Regions from separate parts of the Lactuca sativa genome. Here region 1 is linked to region 2. Evidence: chromatin contacts called from public Hi-C data. All regions are on one chromosome and are shown on one strand. The core of a region is the stretch at or near the end of the contact, and the rest is flanking DNA. Distances in the headings are between cores, read along the strand shown. Region 1 holds the start of LOC111909415 (putative glucose-6-phosphate 1-epimerase). Region 2 holds the start of LOC111909416 (serine/threonine-protein kinase STY13).

Region 1 (7,203 bases), core at 3,038-5,537, 200 kb after region 2:
TATTCAAAAGTAAATTTACATCAACTTTTATTGACAAATGGATGTATCAAATGAAAATTATATCTTCATTTCAAATATTTACAACCTCCTAAATTCGATTACTACAAAAGAATTGATAACTATTTAATATATTAGTTCTTTTATAATACCCCAATCCACCCACTTTACCACCTACATTCTTTAGCATCTCAAGTTTTCCTTATTATTTGTTACATTTCATAATAGTTTTAAAAAGATACAAAATAAGTATAAATACAATAGCCGTGATAAAGAAGAGACCGAGGGGTATTTTGGTCATCCTCTACGGTTTGTGTAATTGTGTATCATGTACACACAACCATTTATGAGAAAAATAGAATCCTTCCAAACAATTCTACAAAAAAGCTTTCTATGATTATTTTCAGTTATAAAAACGACATTCACATATTTTCCTAAGACAAGAGAAAAAGTTGCAACTTCTATCTTTTATCTTTTATTTTTGTCTTTTGTCACACTGACTTGACATCACTCACACATCACTCATAACTCAATTCGATATATTCGATACATGTCTAGAGCAGTATAATACTATCATGTTTTGTCATATACCAGCATTAGTACTACAATTGCAAACAAGATGCTACTTTTTTTAACTTAATCAAACACCGATTCTAAAAAGTTTCAAACGATGTCTAGAAAAAAGCGACACCTTTTACCAAACAAACCTTCTCTCTCTCTCTCTAAACAATTCCAACACCAAATCATCGTACTATTACGCACCAAAACAAACAAATCGATTCAAAAAAAAAAAAAAAAAAAAAACTTATTATAATTAGCGCGAGCCAAGAACCTTGCGTGGGTCGAGCTGTCCACTGAAATAACTCGAAGAGACAATAGAAAGTTCTTGCCGACCTTTCCACTCTTGATTCAGTTTTAAACTTATTGGATTTTCAATGGCTGCGGCATCAAGACATAGCATTGTTTTGTAGTCTTCATCGCCCAAATCTTGAATCGCCTTTGACTTTTTATCCCAAGGGTTCCAGACAACTATCGAAATAGCAATGTAATTTTATTATAATACATTTTGGGATTTTTTTTTTATTTTTTAATTTATGATAATGGAATTTAATTTAATTGGTATGTGAATATGTGATGAGATAAACCTGCATCCACCATGCCTTCTTTACGTAGGACGATTGTTCGTTTTCTTTCGTGGTCGATTATCGCAATTTTGTTGGGTGTGCTTAAGTACACGCGGTCGATCTATAAAAATAAAACATGGTTAATGCAAGGAATCGCAATGTACTTTTAAAAGACCTTATACTTTGTGTTTTTTTGGATTAAACCTCGAATTTATTTTTTGCTTGAAATACACCTTGTGTTTTTTTCATTTCTTCCGATCTGACCCATTTAGTCATTTTTTTTTTCAAAAAGAATTGTAAAATGTTAGGGATTTTTCAAGGAAAACTAAAAATGTTTAGGGTTTATCTGGAAGCGGTTAAAATATTGAGGGTGTTTTTCAGGACAAAAATAAAATTGAGGTTTAATCCGGAAAAAACACAAAATATTAAGTCTTTTTTTAAACTAATCTAAATTAAAAGGTTGAGGGGTTTTTTCAAAAAAAATGGTTAATCTCATAAAAGACCTTATATTGTGTTTTTTTTGGATTAAACCCCAACTTTATTTTTTTTCATGAAAAAGACCTTGCATTTTGCTATATGTTTTCAAAAAAACCCTCAATTTTTTTGGGTTAATCTCATAAAAGACCTTATATTTTGTGTTTTTTCCGGATTAAACATCATCTTATACTTTCCTTCTTTCTGAAAAAACCCTCAACTTTATCTTTTTTTTTCGAAAAAAACCCTCAACCTTCTAAATGTTTACAAATAAATCCTCAACTTTTTTAGTTTTTCCTGAAAAAACCTCACATTTTACAACTTTTTTAGAGAAAAATGACTAAAAGGTCCGGACCGAAAAAAAATGAAAAAAATGCAAGGTCTTTTTCATGAAAAAAAAAATAAAGTTGAAGTTTAATCCGGAAAAAATACAAAATATAAGGTCTTTTATAAGATTAACCCAAAAAAAATTGAGGGTTTTTTTTTTGAAAAAATATAACAAAATGCAAGGTCTTTTTCAGGAAAAATATAAAGTTGGGGTTTGATCCAAAAAAAAAAACACAATATATAAGGTCTTTAATTATATCAACTCAAAAAGGTAGATTTTTTTATAAGATCATAAGAATAAAAAAAAAAATTGAAAGTAGATTGTTGTAAAGAAAGAAATGAAACTGTGTTGTAATAAAAATAAAATCTTACATCTCCATCAAAGGTAATTGCATCTGCTTGCTCTGTATACCTTTCTCTCATTAACAAATTGTCAAAGTAATCAAGTGTCTCCAACCCTTCAACACGTACTTCACTGCATTTTAAAAACTCCATATATCATTCTACTTATCTAAAAACAATAATATTTACAATTAATACTAAAAATCAAAAGTAGGATTATGCAAACCTGACATCTGATAAAGAAAAGTAGTTATGAAGAGCAATAGAAAATGAGAAAGCTTTGCTATCAACATTTCTCACACGAGGGATCAAAGTAAGCTTCCCAACACCAACAATCACACGCAGCCTCAACTCAAATCTAAACAAAAAACATATATAAAATAATCACCCAAAATCCATTAAAGATTTGATTAAATCATGTGGAAACTAGAAAGTACCTATGAGGCCATGTTTTCAGATCCTCTTCTGTTGATTTCAATACAAGATCCACCATTGATTGATTGTTGGGTGGAGGTAAAGGTGAAGGATCTTCATCTATTGACCATAACCTATTCCTTGCAAATCCATGTTGCTCAAGTGCACCAAAATTTGCAACCTGTAATGGATATTACAGTTTATACTTTATAACTGTGTTCTATTGAGAAAAAAAAAGAAAACTAAAAAAATGGTTTTGTGGATTGTTGAATGCATACCTGAGGAAAGCAAATGGGTATGCCACCTCTTATGGATTTTGGTGGTTTCCAAACAGCCTACACACATAGAGAATGTCCTCATGAGTCATGATCATACAAATGCACATAATATACATGAATTCAGATCATTGCTTATATGATATTTAACTATATTGCAAAAAAAAATGAAGAGATTTTGGCTTTGAAGTTTGAAATACATAGTTGGATCACCTTACTGCTCATGAAAAGTAGCTCTTCTCGCCTTTCATTCTTCCAAGAAACAACCTGACCTCCATACAAGAGCACCTAGATGGAAGAAGAAGAAGAAGAAGAGAATGAATCAAAATCAGTAACTGATAAACAGTAATTTCAATCTGAAATTGAGTCAGAAAGTTGTATGTTACTAGAAAAGAAGCAAATAGAGAGTAAAGACATTCGGCATTCAATAGTATACTCAAAGTGAAAGCCCTAGAATTCTGGGCTGAAAGTCTGAAACAGTCGCTTAATAAATACACGAGATTTTTACGATTGACGAATCAGTAGATTGATGATTGTGGACTTGCAATGTATAATTCCATCATTCTGACTCGAAAAAATACTTCACATATTTGACATTTTCCCCAAAAGTTTGTGATCATAATTAACTCCTTCGAACCAAAAATCACAACTCAAAACAACAATGCTACAGAATTGAAGAAATGTGGAGCCAGAAAAAGGCGATTAACCACTTGTTCATCGTTCGACAATCGATCAACAACTTGCTTCTGGCACCAAATTTCTCAAATTACTCTTTCACATCAAAAAAAAACAAACGAAACATGTAGAAACTGGTAGAGAATTCTGTGATGAACAAACAAAGACACAATAAACGTGTTAACGAACCTCCGCTGTTGATCCGGTTGGCTCACTGAGTACAACTCTAGGCGATCGATCTCCATCATTGATGATATTAACAGCCATGTCGAATCCTTCAGAGTTCACAGAATTACACACACAGCAATTATAAAGAAAAACGAAGAATCCAAAGCGACAGAAACGGAATACGACGAAAATGAAGAATTTGAAAACGGTGGACAAAATCACAGCAAAATGGAATGAGAATAAGACGTATAAATAGAATCATTCTGTTTCTATAAACACCGCGTATTTCATCCATTCATCCAATAAAATACAAAGATTTAAATACTAAAAAATGGAATAAAACAAAAACAAAACAGATCATCATTAAATACAATAGATTGCAAATCTTAAATTAAAAAGTAGCAGGATCTTATGCTTAATCTTAATTTGACTAAGATTTTTTAATGATTTATTGTAACAGAATCGATCCGATTGGAAGAACAGGCCACCAACTATGTGAGTCTATGCATTTATTTATTTATTTATTTTGTTTTTCTTTTTTTAATAAATTAGTGGACGAGAGTCACCGGGTGAAATCGTCGGTTCTTATAAAATGGACTCGAATCGGGTTTAGACAACCTATCTTTAACCCGCTTGTGCCCTCCACGTGGTCTTTAAGATTCAGTGTCAGCGTTTTTATGCCATGTTTGGATTGGGTATCATATATGTCGATCATCTTTACATATTAAACTATTGATTATGATTATTTTGGGTAGCTAAATATTTTTTTTATTTAACTTTTTTTTTTGCCTATATAATTAAATTACTCATTGTCCAGAAGGTTGTCTAGCTTTTAGGGGTGTTTGGGAGTACTTTTTGAACTAGAAAAGTGTTTTTAAATAAAAGTATTTATTTGCTTATAGTGGCGGTAAAAAGAGTTTTTTAAAAAGTGTTTAGATAAGATTTTATAGTGAAAAAGTTAATAAGTTAAAAAGTGTTTAGCTTAAAAAATGCTTTTTGAAGTTATATTGGTTAAAAAGCCATAAACAGTTTCAAAAAGCTACGTTTTACATTCTTATTAAAAAGTGTTTATTGAAGCTTATGAAAAAACTACTCTCAAAAGTGTTTTTGAGTTTGTCAAACACTTTTTTTTGACTTATTAGCTTTTCAAGAAGCCAATAAGCAAATAACCATTTTTCAATCGCAATCCCAAACACCCCCTTAATCTCTGTCTTGAACTTCATTGTTCATTGTCACTGTACGTGCCACTGTGTTTTATGTGATAAAAATAGAATCGAACATTTTTTAGTTTATTTTACATTTTAACTTTAGGTTTTATATTTATATTTATACTTATATTAACTGTTCTGAATGGCACACTTACTCAAAAACTACATTCTTGTCCATTAAAGACGCCTTAAAATACATCTAATAGCGCTAGATTAAAGTTTTTTTTTTTAATTAAATACTACATTAAAAGTCATAATTATTTTAAGGATTGCTTTTGGACCTTTTTTAGTATATTTTAGGTTTTAATTTATGTTTTATTTTAATATAATATTTAAATTAATAAATTGAGTTTATTAGGTTATCACAATTAAATTCAAAAACTAAATATATTATGTTGAAAGTTAAAAGGGATTAAAAAGTTGTCAAGTAAAAATTAATTAATAAAGAAGTTTATTATATTACAAAATAACAAATTAATATTTTTCATGATAAACATTTATTTTCAATCATATAAGAGGAATGGTATTTTTTATAAGAGATTACAAAAAATCAAATTAATATTTTTCATGATAAACATTTATTTTCAATCACATAAGAGGAATATTTTTTATAAGAGATGTAAAACATTGTTTTGATATGACGATTAAATTATATGGTCAATAAAGCAATGTTTGTATTTAAATTGTTTTGATATGACTATTAAATCATATGGTCAATAAGACAATGCTTTTATTCAAGTGATTGAAATAGTTTCCTGATAATAACATTCTTGTAATTTCATTATAAAAAATTATAAATTAACCTCAAAATATACATCAAGACACAATGTTACATTAACTAAAAAAGTAAACATATATCTTAGATCAAAGGATATATAGACACAATGTTAGTATGATATTCATCGTTAGTGAATACATAGTGAATACATATGAAAGTTGACTCTTTGCAAAAATAGATAATACTGATCCGATCCAATATCCAATTGCATCGGTTTGGTTGTATATCACGAATTGGATTTGATCGATTCATAAAATACAACATTCAATTATAATTGTATTAGTCAGTTTCATCAAGATCCATTAGATTTCAACCGATGAACACCCTAACAGTGAGCTTGTAGATGTGGTTCGATAATCTCAATATACACAAGTCCAAAAAGTTAGTCGTGGAAGCAATTATTATTACTATTTTATGGGTGTTATGACGGTTTAGAAATTTGATAGTTTTTCGAACTGATATACAAAGAAATGACTCCATTGTTGATTCGGTAGTGGACTATTCCTTGTTTTTGTAAATAGAAATAGTAAGATGACAGGAAGTCAAAAAGTTTCATGGGACTCATTCCCGTGGGTGCCCCGTATGGGGATATTTGTTTAAATAAATTGGGGGCGAGGTAGGGGTGGGGATGGGCAGTCTCGTCTCGAAACTCTTATGGTGGCCACGTTAATAAATTATATATATATATATATATATATATATATATATATATATATATATATATATATATATATATATATATATATATATAATGAACAATAATATGATTTTGACCTGCCAAAATTCAGCAAAAAAATACTAGTAAGTTTTTTTAAATTGTTTGTAACATATAAAATTTTGCTATAAATAACTATTTGTTACCCAAAAATAGTTTTTTAGCCCAAAAAAATAGCTCAAAGTCAATTGGGAATGGGAAAACAGGACAGGAGTGAAGGCAGGGATAATAAAGGGAATTCGGGGGTATAGGCGGGAGTGGAGGATGCAACCCCGTTATCTCTTTTATTGTCTTAAATCTTAACTAATAATTCAAATAACATTTAATTTATTTAATTTTTTGCCATTTATGAAATTTTGTATCCTAGACTTTAAATCGATTGGCACTCTCAAAAGCAATTAAAATATATGTTCGTTAGGACAATATCTGTTTCCGAAATTGAATCAACTTTTTAACAGCTATACTTGTCGTTTCATTTTAAATTTTGTAAATCGACCATCATAACTGTCAAAATAAAATTACACACTACAAATTATATTTCTATATACACCACACGTGCAATTGTTCAAAAAGCCTAAAACCATTCTTTAATTTATTTATCAAGACTCATTTAAAATCGTATTTTCTTTTGGAAGATCTAAAATCAAATTGGGTCGTAAAATCCAACAAAAATAATTTTAAAACATAAAAAATATGAGAATTGATT
Region 2 (6,971 bases), core at 3,077-5,576:
ACACGAAAATTATGAATCATTCCTAATAAATAAAGAACCTTTTGTCATTTGTCACATTCTTATTGATTTGGCCACATGTCATTTTCTGGTTATTTTCAATTAAATTTTTTCCACATGACATTTTGTGGTTGTTTTATTTTTATTAAATATATTTATTGCAATAAATTTACCCTAATAAATAAGAATGATTTTGCCAAATGTTATTTTTTTATTGAATTGGCCACATGTCATTTTGTTATAATTTTGAGATATATATTTATTTTCCACTTGTCATTTATTTTATTTTTCATTTTCAATATATCATTAATTTAGTTTCTATAGATTAAAACTTAATAATTACTATTAATTTCAAATTTCAAATTTGAAATTTGAAATTTCAATTTCAAATAATTTACAGTTTAAACCTTTATATTTAAAATATTATTATAATTAACCCGTTTAGTATACAAATTTGACAACTAAACACATAATTTTAATTTATTTATTTTTCGCATGTATTTTTTCTCATAATTTTCACTTATTTTAGATTTCAAATTTAAATAAACTTTCGATATAATCTTTTCTATTTAACATTTTGTTTTAACCAACCCGTATAATATACAGGTCTCACAACTAGTAAGAAATATAATTAGGTTTGTTTTAATTATTGTTATGTTTAGTTTCATTTTAACTTTTATGCGATTTTTTATTTTCTTTAAATTAATGAAATATTTTCTTTTTATAATTAAATTATTTATATATTTATTTAAAAAAAATATGAGCAAATAAGTGGTGCATTCCCAAGGCAGAGAGAATCGGGGAAAGAATAAAAGAAATGATATGATTATAGGACAAAAGTGAAAGGTGTGTGAAGAGTACACAATTTGGTCCAATGCATTGATCATTGAAGTAGTGAAGAATACAAACAAATCTATGGCAATTTGATATGCAAAAAAGTACAACTTAAAAGCAAAAAGTTGGACACATTTATAACTTAAGGGGTATAAAAAGGGCCCTTTGGATGGACTTTATTTCTTACACCTACAACATCACATCAACCCTACCCCTTTTCACACAATTTTAGCATCTAGAAACTTTAAGCTGGCCCACACCATCCCATCTTAAGACGTAGTCTATTTCACTTACACAACAGATACACAACAGTCTACTAGATAACCAATCCGGTACATAGCAAAACAAAATCTTTGACACTGCAACTGCTGACACTCAAAACTTTGACTGTCTCTTGACTCTCAAACTCCATTTCAAATGGCTTTTCACCGTTGGTATGCTAACACGGCATCTAAGAAATCTCTTTTAAACAACTTCAAGTCCATATTTCTCCATTAAAAACTAACACAAAACACCTCCTAAATCTCCAACTAATCTTCTTTTCTTACTACTTTCATTCTATACATGATCTTATATATATTTCCAACCTCTCATCTTTATCATCAACAACATTGATAAAAACACGAAAATAGACCTCGAGGGCTATTTCCAACTGGAGTTTTTGGTGTTTCAACCGATTCATCCTTTGCCCCCATTAATGTGCTTGTGCCAGGTGATTCGGGTGAAAAGATGGTATTTTGGGAGGTGAAAATTCGAGGTGGGATGGATGTGGGTCCCATTTGTGTATTGTTTGATAAGTAATGAAGAAGCATTTGTATTATTTGAGTGAAATTTGGTCGAGCATTTGGATCTTCTTTCCAACAAGATGTCACAATTATAGCCAAATCCTCTGGGAGGTCATCCGCACTTGGTCTTACATTCTGTCAGACAAAATCATCAAAAAGGGTAAAATAGTCATTTAACATGGGTTTTAACAAAAAGTCTCATATCCCTATGTTATAATAAGATTTTCCCAATAGGGTTAATAATTGTATTAAAAAAGCATACTTTATGTTTTGTTTTATTAATTAGACCGGGAATGTAAAAGTAGGGGTAAAATGGTCATTTGAAAAGCGTTTAAAAGGAAACAAACGTTCCTTTTCGAACCTAAACTGGAAAAATGCTATCCACTTATGTTTTAGGCATCATACACAGGTAATACAAAAATATGGGTAAATTGGTCATTTAACATGAGTGTGACAAAATCAAACAAACGGTGTTATTCATAGAGAGAAAAACTGTTATGAAACCCTGAAATAAGGACCAAAACTGCAAAAAGGATTCATTTTTGGACCTAAACTGAAAAAAAAAAGTCAAAAAAGTAACAGGGACCAAAATTATAATTTAGTCAAAAGTGATATACTTTATAGTTTATACTTAATTTATGTTCTAAGCATCCTACTTTAAAATATTAAACAAAAAAAAAAAAACAAACAAGAAACTATACTTTATTGACTTCTCATTATGTCATTATTTCCCCATTTTACTCATATTTGACGTTTTCTAAACACAAAAAATTCAACCTTTTTATGAAAACTTCTTCTAATCTAATGATTAAATATAACGCGTGTGTTTCAAGTTTTGAAAAATTCAAGTAAGGTTGCTTATAAAGATTTCACCTTTCACATATAAAGTATAAACACCACCACTACATTACCAATTTACCATTACCATTACCCAACCTGCCCAAACTAAACTGCCCGAACTGCCCGAACATGAATAGGATAAAAATAAAAAATAATACCTTGAAAGCAGCTGCATATGCAGCTTGTAGATTTGACATTCCTTCAAATGGTAATTTGTTGTGTATAAGCTCCCATAAAACAATGGCAAAACTGTATGCATCTACTTTATGGTTATAATGCTTCTTTTCTCCATGCCTTAATGTCACAGTGCTATAAAGCTGCACTTTGTATTACATATTTTTTAAACATCAAATGTTAGTAAAAAAAAATAGAAAAGTAATTATAATTTATAAATTATAAATTATTAAATTACCTCTGGAGCCATCCATCTATATGTTCCAGTTTCTGCTGTCATCATCTCTGTTAATGATTCTTCTCTTGCTAAACCAAAATCAGCAAGTTTTACAGATTTGTGGTCTGACGTAAGCAGCAAATTTTCTGAAAAAAAATATATATAAATGATTTTTATCGATCCAAATAAAAAAAATAAAAATATATATTTCGAATTCTAATTTCTAACTATAAAACAAACGATGAAATGAAGATTTACCAGGTTTTAAGTCGCGATGAATGATCCCATGAGAGTGTAAACATTCCATTGCACGAGCAATATCAAGAGCAAATCCAATAGCGACACGTGTCTCCAACCCATTGGGTCGCATATTCACTAAGTATTTTCTCAAAGTTCCACCGGTAAGAAGCTCGGTGACTACCACCATGACTGGTTCCTTGCAAGCTCCTATGAACTAATACAAAACAAGATTCGATTTTTTTTAATTCTTATCAATAATATAGCATTATCCAATATCCATAGTCTATTTAATGATATTAAAAGTGTACCTTTACTAAATTCTTGTGTTGCACTTTTGATAACATTGCGACTTCTCTCACAAAACGACCTTCTATCTTCGCTATCTCCTCTGGCGTATCGCCTTTATTCACAATTTTAATGGCGACGATTTTGTTTTTGTATCTGGGGGAAAGAAGACAATCAATAAAACAACAAAATCGGGAACGAATTAACAATTTGGATCGATATTCGTCGTTAATTGCGATTTGCGAACTACAATGACTTACTTGCCCTCGTATACTTTGCCATGAGCACCCTCGCCGATCTTCGGACCAACGAAAAGAAGCTTCGGATCGATTACCCACTTCGCTTCCAAACTAAACTCGCTTGCGGAGAAAAATGCATTTTCAGATCCCATATTCTTTGAGGATTTTTATCGAACACCTTACAGGCAAAATGTTCAAGAACACATTTTTTTAAAACCTAGGCTAGACCCACAGCATAAATAAACAAACCCACAAACAAGATCAACTAGCAGACTTAAAAGGTTCACTTCAGCTTTAATGGCAGTGACCCATACTGTGAGATCAGACACACACAGACACACATACAGAATTAAAAATATGAAATCGGATTGCCTTTGTTTGGGAGACAAAGCATAAAACCCCCCATGTTCATTAAGACAAGAAACTAACCCCACGACTTAAATAAACCTTAAAAGACCCATTACGATAAGCTCTGAGCAAGATCAATGGGTTCTTGTAAAGAATTAAAATTCTGGAGTAAATGAGAGAGGGTTTGAGAGTATTTAATTGGAAGTTTGGTTGAGTTATCGATCTGCAAAGAAAAAGGAAAGGAATTGGGTAAATTTGTGTCAGACAGAATCGTGTGTGCATTATCTTAGTGATTAAAATATTTAGGGAGAAAATGGAAGATGAGATGCGTAAACCCGAAAGATTTGGGGTTTTGATGCCATTTGATTGAGAGATGGTGCAGGTTTTATAGTGGAATTTTTATACTAAAATAATACACACGCATTATCAACGGGTACCCATAATTTAATAGACTATTATCGATTATAATGGGTTTTATTATTTTGTATTAACATAAACAAGCTATATTATTTATTCATAATCAAATGATGGTTGTTTATCAAAAGTTAATATAGAAACTGAATTCTTCTTTTTTATTTAAAAAAAAAAAAAAACTAATTGTGAGACTCATGTATAATATAGGTTAATTTTAAAAAAATTGATATAAAAATCTAAATATTTTATAACTTTAAATATATACGAAAAAATAAGAAAAATAATAAATTATTAAAATTGAAATGTTTTTTTTTATATTTTAAATTTAAATAAATAAACAAAAGAAATTAATAAGCTTTAATTTGAGAATTTTGAAATTAGAAGATAACTCCATTAATAAAATTGATATTTATTTATACCTTATTTATTATAATTATTATATTAAAATATTATATTAAATTTAATAAAATAAAAATGTCCATAAAATGACATGTGAAAAAAAAATAATTCAAAATAACCAAATAATTACATTTGTCAAATTAAATGAGAATATGACATATAACAAAAAAAAACCTTTCATTTATTAGAGTTGAGAAATTACAACTGTTATTTTTTAAATATAACATGCATTCCTTTTATATATAGATATTAGAAAATTAGAATACTCAAAATGTAAACGAATGTGTCTTTAATTTAACTGAAATAACAAAACTAATAGACTATAAAAACTTAATAAATATCGGGAAAGTATAACTTTATATCAAAATTAAAAATATAATTTTATTAAAAAAATACTAGTCCATACATTACAATTATTTACTATGAAATTTCATTTTTTAAAAACAATTTATAAGAATATTATCGTTAATATTATATAACATATATTTCTTCAATATATAACGGTTAGTGTGTGTCTATATATATATATATATATATATATATATATATATATATATATATATATATATATATATATATATATATATATATATATATATATATATATATATATGAGATTCAATAGATAATCATAATTAACCAACGAACCAAGGAACCAATCGTGAGCATCAGAAATCATAACGATCAACGGCCAAGGAAATAAATGTACACTTTCACATTGGACGCACACACACCGGATAATACCAAAAAATCCACCCATTGCAAAAAAAAAAAGCCACAACTTTTTTTCGTTTAAAATTTTTTTAGGCCATGTTTTTTATCAAAAAAAAACCGAATATACCGTTGTTTATAATTTTTCGTCCTCTTTCCATAGAGATCAATGATTATATATAAAAAACGATTTTTTTTTGAAAAAAACTCACTTCATTTTCTTTAATGAAAAAAGTTAAGGTCTATTTTTTATAGAAAAAAATTAATAAATATATCAAAATTCATATTTTCGTACTTTTTATAGAAAAAAACTAATAAATATATCATATTGTGAACTTGTTCAGATTCATATTGTAAACATGTTCAGATTCACGTTGTGAACCTCCTCAGATTCACAGTGTGTATAATAATAAATCAGATTCACAATGTGAATCTACACTGATCGAGGGTTTTTTTTGTGAACCTTCTCAGATTCACAGTGTGCATAATATTAATTCAGATTCACAATGTGAATCTGAACTGTTCGAGATTTTTCATATTGTGAATGTTAAAAATTGAAATATTTACAGTTTAGATTCACAGTGTGAATCTACACTGTTCGAGGTTTTTTTATCGGTGTTGATGTTAATTAATAGAGTACAAAAAATTAATATTTTTGGTATAATTAGTTTTTTTTATATAAAAAAAACTTAAATATTGAAAAAAATAAGAAAATTAAGTGGGTCTTTTTCGAAAAAAAAAAAAAGTTCGTTTTTTATATATCATCATGGATCTCTATGGAAAGATGACGAAAAATCGTGAACAACAGTATATTCGGATTTTTTTTCGATAAAAAACTTGGCCTAAAAAAATTTTAATGAAAAAAAGGAAGTGGTTTTGTTATACTCCGGTACATGTACGTCTATTATAAAAATTTACAACCCTTCATTTTGCCGTTGATCGCTTTAAATTCCGACGCTTTAGATTGGTTTCTTGGTTCCTTGATTAATAATGGTTCTCTATTGAACTTTTCCCTGTATATATATATATATATATATATATATATATATATATATATATATATATATATATATATATATATATATATATATATATATATGGTTAGGATTAAATGTGAATCACAAATATAGTGTGAATGTGTGACTAAATTCTAACCATTAGATTGAAAAAAGTGAAAGGATGTGATCATAGGGTACATGGTATTAACATAGACTATCATTTACTATATAACTACACTTAAGTAGTTATAAATGCATTTTATTAAGAGAGAGAAATGAGAAATACATGTATCTTAATTAATAATAATCGAATTTTAAAAATACAAATAATTTTTTTTATACGTTTGAGAATTCAATTTCCATTTTTATCATTATAATTCTTAAAGAATATATGTTTTTATTGGAGATTGCTTTGATCATTACCAAGAATATAAATCAATTTTCATTCTTATCATTTTAATTCTTGAAGAATAAGTTTTTATTGGAGATT

The links. A called contact is a pair of places that touch in the nucleus more often than the background predicts.
Region 1: a Hi-C map of leaf shows a contact between it and region 2, with 2.8 times the contacts expected there. The contact joins the promoter of LOC111909415 here to the promoter of LOC111909416 in region 2. A contact is called at or near these places in 2 of 4 Hi-C or Micro-C datasets (both in leaf).

What each region holds. Positions count from the first base shown.
Region 1 is chr3:181,144,042-181,151,244 of Lsat_Salinas_v11, forward strand. It overlaps LOC111909415 (putative glucose-6-phosphate 1-epimerase), which reads right to left and starts at 4,288. Exons shown (of 8, transcript XM_023905238.3): 1 at 3,818-4,288; 2 at 3,167-3,241; 3 at 2,957-3,013; 4 at 2,702-2,859; 5 at 2,491-2,622; 6 at 2,295-2,397; 7 at 1,143-1,242; 8 at 606-1,026. The coding sequence starts at 3,895. The coding sequence ends at 812.
Region 2 is chr3:180,939,435-180,946,405 of Lsat_Salinas_v11, forward strand. LOC111909416 (serine/threonine-protein kinase STY13) reads right to left here and starts at 4,327. Exons shown (of 6, transcript XM_023905239.3): 1 at 3,633-4,327; 2 at 3,396-3,528; 3 at 3,106-3,301; 4 at 2,869-2,993; 5 at 2,615-2,773; 6 at 849-1,751. The coding sequence starts at 3,763. The coding sequence ends at 1,434.